Regions from separate parts of the Neogale vison genome. Here region 1 is linked to region 2. A link is a contact called in public Hi-C data. All regions are on one chromosome and are shown on one strand. Each heading gives the region's core, a stretch centred on a gene start, on an enhancer-like site or on the middle of the called end of the contact. The rest is flanking DNA. Distances are from core to core; before and after follow the strand shown. Region 1 holds the start of TMEM161A (transmembrane protein 161A). Region 2 holds the start of MAU2 (MAU2 chromatid cohesion factor homolog).

Region 1 (5,128 bases), core at 930-3,429, 130 kb after region 2:
GGGAGCTGGGGACTGCGGTGGGGATAAGTTGATTGGGTGGAGGTCATGGGGCTGGTGAGACTGGCTACGCTTGGAAGGTGGAACCATCATCAGGAGGGTCTGACAGATCACGTATGGGTGAGAGAGGAGTCAAGGTCAACTCCAGAGCTTGTGGAGGATGGGGAGCTGCTGGAGGGAAGATCAGGACGGCCTGTGTGAATTTCCCGTGGTTCACCACATGGGCGCCTCTGGGACACCTAAACTCGTAAGCCCTGGGTCCAGGAGGAGAGGTCAAGGTGTCATGTAGAGATTCGGGCCTCCCAGAGCCTCAGTGTCTTCGTCAATGAAATGGAGACAATCGTCCTGCCACTTCAACCTACTGGAAGGAGCACAAGTGTCAGCAACCCCTCCCAGCCTGGTATTCGGAGGACCTGCAGCAAATGTCCCTCCTTTCTTTCTTGGTCCCCTTCTCTGACACCCTTCCGAAATCCCAGCTTCCTTGAATCCCTCGTGGATTCATAGATTGGCTCACAGAACCGTGTTGGTCCAGGGAAATCCCAGTGCCCCTCACCAAAGCTATCACCCATCTTCTCTCCATAGGACACTCTCTGAGTTCACAGGACCAAAACTACAGTGAATCCCCTGCAAACAGACATCCACATGTGCTCATAAACAAAGACAAAAACGCCCACAGAGGGGCGCTTGGGTGGCTCAGTGGGTTAAAGCCTCTGCTTTCAGCTCAGGTCATGATCCCAGGGTCCTGGGATTGAGCCCAGCATCAGGCTCTCTGCTCAACGGGGAGCCTGCTTCCCACTCTCCCTCTGCCTACTTGTGATCTCTGCCTGTCAAAAAAAAAAAAATCTAAAAAACCAATAACACCCACAGAGACAAGGCAATCAACTATATAGGCCCCTCTCACAGGCCCCATAAAAATCCTCAGACATCTAGGGTGCCTGGGTGACTCAGTTAAGTGACTGCCTTTGGCTCAGGTCATGATCCTAGGATCCTGGGGTTGAGCCCCCACATTGGGCTCCCTGCTCAGCGGGGAGTCTGCTTGTTTCTCTCCCTCTGCCCCTCCCCCCAGTTCAAGCTCTCTCTCTCACTTGCTCTCCCTCTCTCTCTCAAAAAAAATAAAATAAAATAAAATAAAATAAAGGAGGGGCATCTGGGTGGCTCAATGGGTTAAGCCTCTGCCTTCGACTCAGGTCATGATCTCAGGGTCCTGGGATCAAGCCCTGCATTGGTCTTGCTGCTCAGTGGCGAGCGTGCTTCCCCCTCTCTCTCTGCCTGCTGCTCTACCTACTTGTGATCTCTCTATCTTTGTCAAATAAAATCTTTTAAAAAAAACTTTTAAAAAGTTAAAAAAAGAAAAACAGCTCAGACATCTCATCATACCCACATATATGTCCACACTCAAGTAGACACACTTATCCATAAAAACTTAAGTACCTATGCTAGAAGCCCTTTCCTCCAAGCCTCAAAACACAATATATTGGATTCTAGAGACTGACTTTTTTTTTGTCCTTGATCTAGCCATGCCTGAAGCTCACTATGCTTTTAGAGTTCTTTGTCACAAAATTTTCCCTTTTTTTGCTGGAGCCCATTTGAGTTGGGGTGTGTGTGTGTGTGTGTGCGTGTGTGTGTGTGTGTTCATTCAGAGTCCTGACTTATAGAAATGAATAAGGCTTTGCTAAATGAGAAAGATTGAGAAAGGAGGTATTCTAAGATGAAAGATAGCATTTGCAGATAGCATGGCCAGTGGCAAGCTGTATTCTAGTGTATACAATATGCTGGCGGCCGACTGAAATCAGGCAGAGACTTTACTATGAGACTATGAGCACTTGGGAGTCCAGTCAGTGGGAGCCAGCAAATGCTCTTGATCAGGGGAGTTCACACAGTTCCACACTCAGAACTCTCCAGCGGGAGAGTGAATTTGTCTCAGACCTGCGAGGTGGGTGCAGAGGCTCGGAGACTAAATCTCAAGAGAGGGCAGCCACACAGGGTACCAGAGAGTCCTGACTCCACGGGTGCCTGATCTTGCCCTGGGTCTTCGAACTACAATTTCCAGCATGCAACGCGAGCGACCTCGTGTCCCTCGTGGTTTGCTCCAGCTACAGCCTGACAATTGGTCCTACGGGCTGTTTGTCAGAAAGGTCGGGCTCTGATTGGCTGGATTCCCGAGAGCCGCCCGGAGCTTCAGGTCAGCGGACCGCGCTCCCGCCGGCGACATGGTGAGCCGGCAGCCAGCGGCATGGTGTGGGTGGGTGGGGGGCTTGACTGAGGGGCAGGAGATCCAGCTGAGGGGGTCCAGGGAAACACCGAGGGGACTGGGATCCCTTTGTGGGGATTGGGAACTCTGAGGGACTCTGGGTCGCGCTGAGGGCCATGTGCCCCTCTCTGGGTTCAGTCTCCCTGCAGGACCTATGTGGGGGTTGGGGATTCTGCCTAAAGAATTGGAGGCTTCCAAGCGTTCGGGAATTTTGCAAGATCTCTGAGGGCCCTCTAGGGGCCTGAGGTCCTGCCGAGGGATCACAACCCCGCGAAGGGGACTGGGGAACGCACAGATCCTCGCTGGGGAATTTGGGGGTCCCGTTGGAGCCCAGGCTGGCGACATGGGTCCTGCGGAAGCATGAGGGCAGCTGCGTGGATTTAGGTGTGTGGAAGGGCCAGGGAGAGCCCTGAGAGGAGAAGCCAAGCCAAGGGGATCTGGGTGGCTTTGGGGCGGGCGAGGGTCCCAGAATCGGAGACAGCACAGTCGGAAGCTTCAGGTCTCACGCAGTCCTGGGTCCAACCTATTGAGTTTATTCTTCAGACTTAGCCTGGCCACTGTGGGTGGGTCGGGCTGATGCGGGGCGAGAGCGGGAACTCCCAAACCCTAAATGTTCGACCTGGGCAGAGGAGGGGCCCCTGAGGACGACCGGACCCTGCGTGGAGGATTCCCCAAGGAGGGGCGTTGGAAGTGCGCTTGAACCTGAAAAGTGGACATGGTTCCAGGCCTGGGTGCGGGAAGGAATGGGAGATAATCGGAAGGGTTCTCGAGAACAGGATGGAGGAAAGCCTTATTGGTGTTAGCAGGTAGCAGGAGTCTCCTATTCTCAGATTGTAGGTCCAGGGAAAGACTGAGCAGGAAAGGGACGTGAGCTGATGGGAGGCTCCAGGTATCTTTGGAAATCTGCAGAGGCGGGACAAGACCTGAGGCTGCTGGGGGGCGGGGCTTGAAATATATCCCTGGACAGACCTCAGGAGCTTCAGGTGAAGGGAAGCTTGTCTTCCTTCCCTTCTTCCCTTCCTCCCTGCTTCTCCTAAGTCTTCTCTCCCTCCTGCCTGTCCCAGGTGCTGGGACGGAAGCTTGAACAATGGTCTCCTCCCTGGGAGGTGTCAGAGCGTGATAGGTATCTGCAGTGGAGAGGCCAGGGGTCTGGGAGGGCCTCTGAGACCCCAGTGAATTGACGCAGAGAGGGCTACGGAGAAAGCCGGCCAGTGAGAGGCAGGGTGTCTTGAGTTGGGCCCGCCAAGAGTTGCAGGCTGCAAAAAGGATTTGGATGTTGACTGACCTCACCACTCGCCGGAAAGGGCCGAGTGCTGTGTCCGCGGGGAGTTAGGGGCGGGTACTGGGGCCTTTAGAGACCTAGATGGTCTGCGCGCTACGCATAGAGGTGCAGGCTAGAGGTGCCGCTGTGTTGGGGTCGTGCAGGGCCGTAGGTGGTTAAAAACCTAGCAGGAGATTGAGTCACAGGGTGGAGGCCACAGAGGGAAGAGGAAAATCATTAGGGGAGCCCCAGGATCTGATGTCTGCAGAGTCGGGGATGGGAGGCTGGGGGTGGCACGGGAAAGGACTGGAGAGGATCGTAGGCGGAGCCGCGGCCCTCCGAGAGGCCCGCTTCACTGATCTTGGGGCTCCCTGACTGTGCTTGTCCCCACGGTCTTTAGTGACCCCTAGCCAGCCAGCACTTGGGAGTTAGGGAGAGTGGGCAGTGAGATTTAATGACCAGAAAGTTGGGGCCCTGACCTCATTACTGAGAGAATGTTTCTGGTTTACAAGTTATAGGCATAGAGAAAATATCCTGTTAGTTATCTTAATGATGGATTTCTCAGCAGTGGTTCTGAATTACTGTGTTGGCCTGATACCCATCCCATTAGAGCTTTTCCTACTGAAGTCAGCGTAGTCTTGCCTGATTAAAAGGATAATTTTAATAATTAATTTTAATATTAAAGTAATCTTTATTTCATTTTAGTTGTTAATTATAATATCATAATACTAGTCGACAGCACTCCTGAGCACATAATTTTATATAATTGCATAATTACTGATACCAAATTGGTATTTACTGCATTCAAGCAGGAAAACCCAGCTTCAGACTGATTACCAAAAGCATTTCTTCTAAAACGTTTTAAAATTAATATACAAAAACGTGTTATGAATTGGTAAAAACTTTGTTATGTAGAACTTAGTGAGAAATTCCTAATTTAAAAAGCCATCCCCTTCATATGTGTAAGTCTTTTGTCCTGAGACTGGTAGTGGCCAGAAATAGGCTTTTCAAGGAGGTTGGTTACAAAGGGAGGGAGAAGGAGAGGGCGATGGAATCATGAGGATAATTTCCGGTGGGAAAGAGGGACGCGGAGCTGCCAGGGGGAACTACGGAGGGGGAGCCTCTTTCACTGGCTGTGCTCCTTGTAGGTCCGGATAGTGGTCTCGACAGTACATGAAACAAAATAGGCAGCACCTCATTTCCAGATGGGGAAACTGAGGCCTCAGGGAGATGAATACCTGAAATCCATAGCAAAGGCCAGAAGCGAACCCCAGCGTGAGCTCTCCACCACCCTACCCCGCAGCTAGGTGGGGGTGGTAGGGAGTGCGGGAATCCACACACAGCAGGGGCTCCCCCAGTTGAGTCTGAGTCCACCATAGGACCCTCCTTCAAGACTCAGCTGGAACCCAGGACGCCCACCCTCTCCAACCTGGCCCCAGCCTCTCTATAAATAGCCTGAGTTCTGAGGCAGTGAGCTTGTGACCTCCTGGCAGGCACTGCCCTTCGTGTCCCCTCCCCCCAGGCGGTCCTGGGAGTGCAGCTGGTGGTGACGCTGCTCACCGCCACCCTCATGCACAGGCTGGCACCGCACTGCTCCTTCGCACGCTGGCTGCTCTGCA
Region 2 (4,936 bases), core at 1,767-4,266:
AGAGAGAAAAACAAAAAAGACATGAAAATAACAGGGAAGCCAAATGTGATACTAAGTTCAGAGACCCATTAAAAGTTTTACCTAGAACACTCATAAGTTACAGAAAATTAGTTCAGAAAAGAACAGCACAAGGAATGATCCAGGAGAAAATAGTCACAAAACACTTAAGAATCATTTACGTAAAAAAAAAAAAAAGAAAATAGTCACAAAACACTTAAGAATCATTTACGTAAAAAAAAAAAAAAAAAAAAAAAAAGTAGAACATGCAACTATTGATTTCACATCATGAGATTAGCGTCCCATGTTGGAGGTAGAGTTTATTTCAAAGAAAAAAAAATGCTTTTTGATACTTTAGTTTGGCTCCCTAAAAAGAAATTGGAACGCTTTTGGCCATTTGCTCTTCAGGACTAGAAACAAAACACTTCTAAAAGTAGAAAATATTAACAATTTTTTTGTTGAGTGAGTGTGGGAAAGGAACCAATAAAAGTTGAAAGCAGCCTGATTGGGCGAAAATCAAAAGACTAACAAAGAAGGAAGATTCAAGAAACATACTTGTGTTGCAACACAATGGAAGATTACATACAACTGCAGAAGAAAAACAGCACTGAGAACAGCACTTTAACTGAAATCTGGACAAATTCCTAGCTGCGGATGCAACTGACAGAAAGGAAGGGATTTCCAAGTATAACATTAGTGTGAGCACAGAGGGGACCTTGTGGCTCTGTGGGAAACCCCACAAGATTCAAGGTTCGGTAAAATCAAGGGAAGACATTTCACAAACATAAGAGATTAAATTATGGGGTCCAAAAGCCCAGTGGCTACAAAGAAGCAATCTGAGGCATGGCTGCTTCCGAACTCTACAGCACTGGGTGGGCAAAATGGGACAATATACACAGCAAATAGGAACCACTGCTAGAAAAAGACTGAATGACCCTCAAGACGAGGGAGGGGAGGAAAGGATATATTGTGAAGCCAGAGAAGGGAGAGATTCAGAACCACTCTTCACTGAAAGCACAGGGCTACCAGGCCAGAGCAGTCAGCCTCCAGCATGCCCACACCCAGCAGAGTCTGGAGCTTCATCTGATCTCTCCCTCATCACTGCCTAGGAGAGACTGTACACCAACTGGTCACAGCTCAGGCATTCCTTGGGATCGACCTGACACCTTGCGTCATTTTCCAGGTTTGCTTTCTCCATCCCATTCAGGCCTGCTCAAGTGTCACTCTTACAAATAGATTTCACTACCTTTGCCAAAAAAAAGCACCATCTTTTCACCCTGGACCATATTTTCCATGATTCTTCTATCATGGCCTTCCCTTTTACTACATATTTAGTATTTGTCTCTTTCACATGAAAACCTAAGCTCACATTAACAGGGACTATTTTAGTCATCACTGATCTACAGCACCTAGAATAGAGCTTAGCACCTGGTATGAGCTGAATAAATATCTGCTGAATGAATAAAAGGGATTAAAAAATTCATAAAAACAATAATGACTTATTGTCTAGGCATTGAAGCTGGAGATCCTGAGCCTAGGTTTGAGCCACTTTTGTTAATAACTTGATGTGTAGCTTTAGGCAAATCACTTCATCTCTCAGGACCCCTACTGCCTCACTCCTAAAACAAGGAAGGTGATCAAGCAAGGACTAAAGACCCCTTCCAACTCTACATTCTGCAAAACAAACATTTGATATCCTCCCAAAGGCAACTCACTATTGGCCACGGTGGGCTGGGATTTACCTCAGATCAATACATTTCAAAAACTTAAGTTGATTCTTTTTAAGAAATCAGTTAAGTCAAATAAAGCTGGATAAATGGCAAATGGGGGCCTGGTCTGATGGGAGCACAATGTTGCTGTGACAAGAAACAACACCAAGGGCAGAAGGGTCACAATGATAGCCACTTTCCCACATCCTTTTAAGCACCAAGATCCCACAAGTCAAGTTGGGGGAGATGGGGTCTCTCTTCTGAAGGGGAGAGAGGAATGAATGATTGGAGGAGGAGAAGTCACCAGGGATACAGAGACAGCAGGGGCTTGGAGATCACCCCCCATTCCACCCCACCGAACCAAGTGGTCCTGGAACCTAGGCCCCCGTCAGTCCTGCCTTAGAGAATTTTAACCTCTTCTCTCTAAGCCTCAGTCTGACACCTGTGACACCCTGCATCAGTGATTGGGGCACAATACCCTCCAGACACTTAACAGACTTCCAGGTCCAGGGAGAGAAGCCCTTCTTAGATTTCCTGAGAGCCCAAACTTCAGATTCTCAAGGGATGCTTGTACTGTCACCATGACCCTCTCCTATCCTGAGTCACGTCAGGAGGGAGCGTTCAGGCTGAAGCTCCAGGGGCTGAGCCCTGAGGAGCTGGAAGCTGCAGATCCCACTGGCCGATCTGGTGGCCTTCCCTAAGGCGCCAACAGATGATATGCTCCTGAAATCCTGAAGAATCTGGGGACCTTGTTGCTCCTGATAAGAGACAACTCTCGAGTACCCTGAGCGGGGTCCTGGGACCCTGCCTGTCACCAAAGACATTAAGTAAGGTACAGAGAGAGGCCCTTGGGGTCTCTGAGAGGCTGGCGGTTTCGGGGTCCTGCTGCCTATGCCGAAGTCGCGCCCCAGGTCCCCGAAGAGAGGCCAGGCGGCCCCTGCCCGCTGGGGTCGCAGTGCGTCAGGCCAGGCCCCGAAAAGAGCCCGCGCCTCCTCCCTCGCGGCCGGGTCTGCGCTCACCGCCTTCTCCAGGTGGCTGCGCGCCTGCTCGCTGTTCTTGGTGTGGTGGTAGAGCACGGAACCGAGCTGCAAGTGCGTGCGGGCCTCGATGCGCTGCGGGGGCTTGAAGGGGAACACGGCCTGCAGGCAGTGCACACACAAGCGGATCTTGGGAGGACTGGAAGTTCGGAAGTGCTCGGCGAAGCCCAGAAGCGCCAGGTACCACGACTCGGCCGCCTCCGCCTGCGCTGCCTGGGCCGCCGCCGCCTGGGCCGCCGCCGCCGCTTGAGCCGCCATTTTGGCCTCCACAACAACAAGCCGCCGCCACAGGGAGGCGGAAGCAGGCGCGCGGGGCGGGGCCGGGGAAACCCTTCTCACGTCTCTCGCGATAGCTGCCTAATAAAGCATTCTGGAACATGTAGTTCGTCTTTGGAGTGGCCGCGGCTCCGGGGAAGTGTGCGAAAAGTCGGTGCCCTGTGGTCCACGGCACTGAGAACAAACATTGCAAATAGGCTGGGGTTTGTTTTTCTTGGGGAAGGACCCCAGGTATCAACTCAGTGGCCGGACGTGCTTGAGGGACACGGACTACATTTCCCATCAGGCCATGCGCACTATAACAAGCCTTTTCAAGTGGAACCGGAGCATTGTGGGATTGTATGAGTCTCAAGATGGACAACCGGGATGTTGCAGGTAACAGCCCCCGCCTCCCTTGAAGCGCCCGCCTGGGTCAGCGGGGCTAAGCGTCGCGGTTTTGTCTTCCCATCGGGTCTGCCCGGACCCACGGGCTCCTCGCCTCAGTCCCTAGGGCGTCCGAAAGCGGAGGCTTCTGCATCTTCCCCGTCTCCCGAGACCCCAGACCCAGTTGCTGCCCTCACCGTCGGGTTTGCTGTGTGCTCCTGGTGTTCCATAAAGGCCGCCCCTGGGTCGGTTCTGCTCTCCCTTTCCCGAATAATCGCCTTCAGGACTGTTCAGAGCTCTGTTCCCCGAAACAGCAGCAACCTTGGGCTGTCCTGCGCCCCTCTGTTCGTAACAACCGTGGTCTGGCCTGTGTCCACTTTGCTAAAAAGCTGCTTTTTGGAACTGCTCTAGCACCGTCTCTACACACTTTCTCGGTCTTTTGAGCCTCCTACTTTACCACGAGTCTTTCCCTTCCCTCTCTACAAGCCCTATCCCCCCCCCCCCACCAAGACTGGGATGCATTCATTCAGCAAATACTGTGCTAGGCACTATGCTAGGCGCTGGGGATGCAGTGGTAATCCAAAAGGGTTCTACTTTCCTGAAGGTTATTTTCTACTGGGCCGTCAGACAATGCACCCAGAGGAAGTATTTACAAAGACACAGGTTATAATGATGTGAGAGAATGGTGGTGGAGGCTGCTGATATTGGGTGGTGAAGGAAGGCCTTTTAGGCAGAAGGCATTTGAGATGAGAAGATGGCAGCTATGGGAAGGCCTGGAGGGCAGAGCTGAAGAGGGGAGTCTTTTCTGACAGAGCCCTGAAAATCAACTTTCAGAATTTGGATTTTAGTCTGAGTCCCATGAGGAACCCTTGAGGTGTCTTCTCCATCTTTACACTTCCCACCTTCATCTGAAGACCCCATCATCCTCCAAGACACCATCCAAGCCTCCTTGTTGGTCTTCTTGCTGCCACCATGCACTCTACAATTAGTATCCAGAATTATCTTTAAAATACTGTTTGTCAGCTTAATACTTCTCTGTTCCTCCATAGAGCCCTTAAAGTAAAACCTAGACTCCTCCATCTTGCACCCCCCACTTCCATTCCTTAAACAGTCTGCTCTGGCCACAGAGGGCCCTTGCTGGTCCTTGCATATACCAGGCTTCTTTTTGCCTTAGGTTTTTTTGTGTGTGTTTTTTTAAGATTTTTAAAATTTATTTGACAGAGAGAGACACAGAGAGAGATGTAACAGAAGCAGGGGGAGTGGGAGAGGGAGAAGCAGGCTTCCTGCTGAGTGGGGAGCCTGATGCGGAGTTCGATTCCAGGACCCTGGGATCATGACCTGAGCTGAAGGCCGCCGCTTGACTATTGGGCCACCTAGCACCTCATGCTTTAGGTTTTTGCAACTGCTTATTCTGCCCAGATAGCTCCCCAGGTGGCTTTTCAGGAGGCTGGCCCTTTATCTTTCTGGTTTCAACTTAAATGTCTTCTCTTCTATCAGTTATTTTCTGGCTGCCCTAGCTGTATAGGTGCTCATCTATCATTCTTCTAATCCCTT

The links. Hi-C and Micro-C count contacts between places; a contact is called where the count stands out from the background.
Region 1: a Hi-C map of muscle shows a contact between it and region 2, with 4 times the contacts expected there. The contact joins the promoter of TMEM161A here to the promoter of MAU2 in region 2. A contact is called at or near these places in 2 of 3 Hi-C or Micro-C datasets (fibroblasts and muscle).

What each region holds. Positions count from the first base shown.
Region 1 is chr6:209,842,888-209,848,015 of ASM_NN_V1, forward strand. TMEM161A (transmembrane protein 161A) reads left to right here and starts at 2,180. Exons shown (of 11, transcript XM_044253801.1): 1 at 2,180-2,210; 2 at 5,032-5,128. The coding sequence starts at 2,208.
Region 2 is chr6:209,711,547-209,716,482 of ASM_NN_V1, forward strand. It overlaps MAU2 (MAU2 chromatid cohesion factor homolog), which reads right to left and starts at 3,017. Exons shown (of 19, transcript XM_044253786.1): 1 at 2,726-3,017. The coding sequence starts at 3,001. SUGP1 (SURP and G-patch domain-containing protein 1) reads left to right here and starts at 3,347. Exons shown (of 14, transcript XM_044253787.1): 1 at 3,347-3,394. The coding sequence starts at 3,361.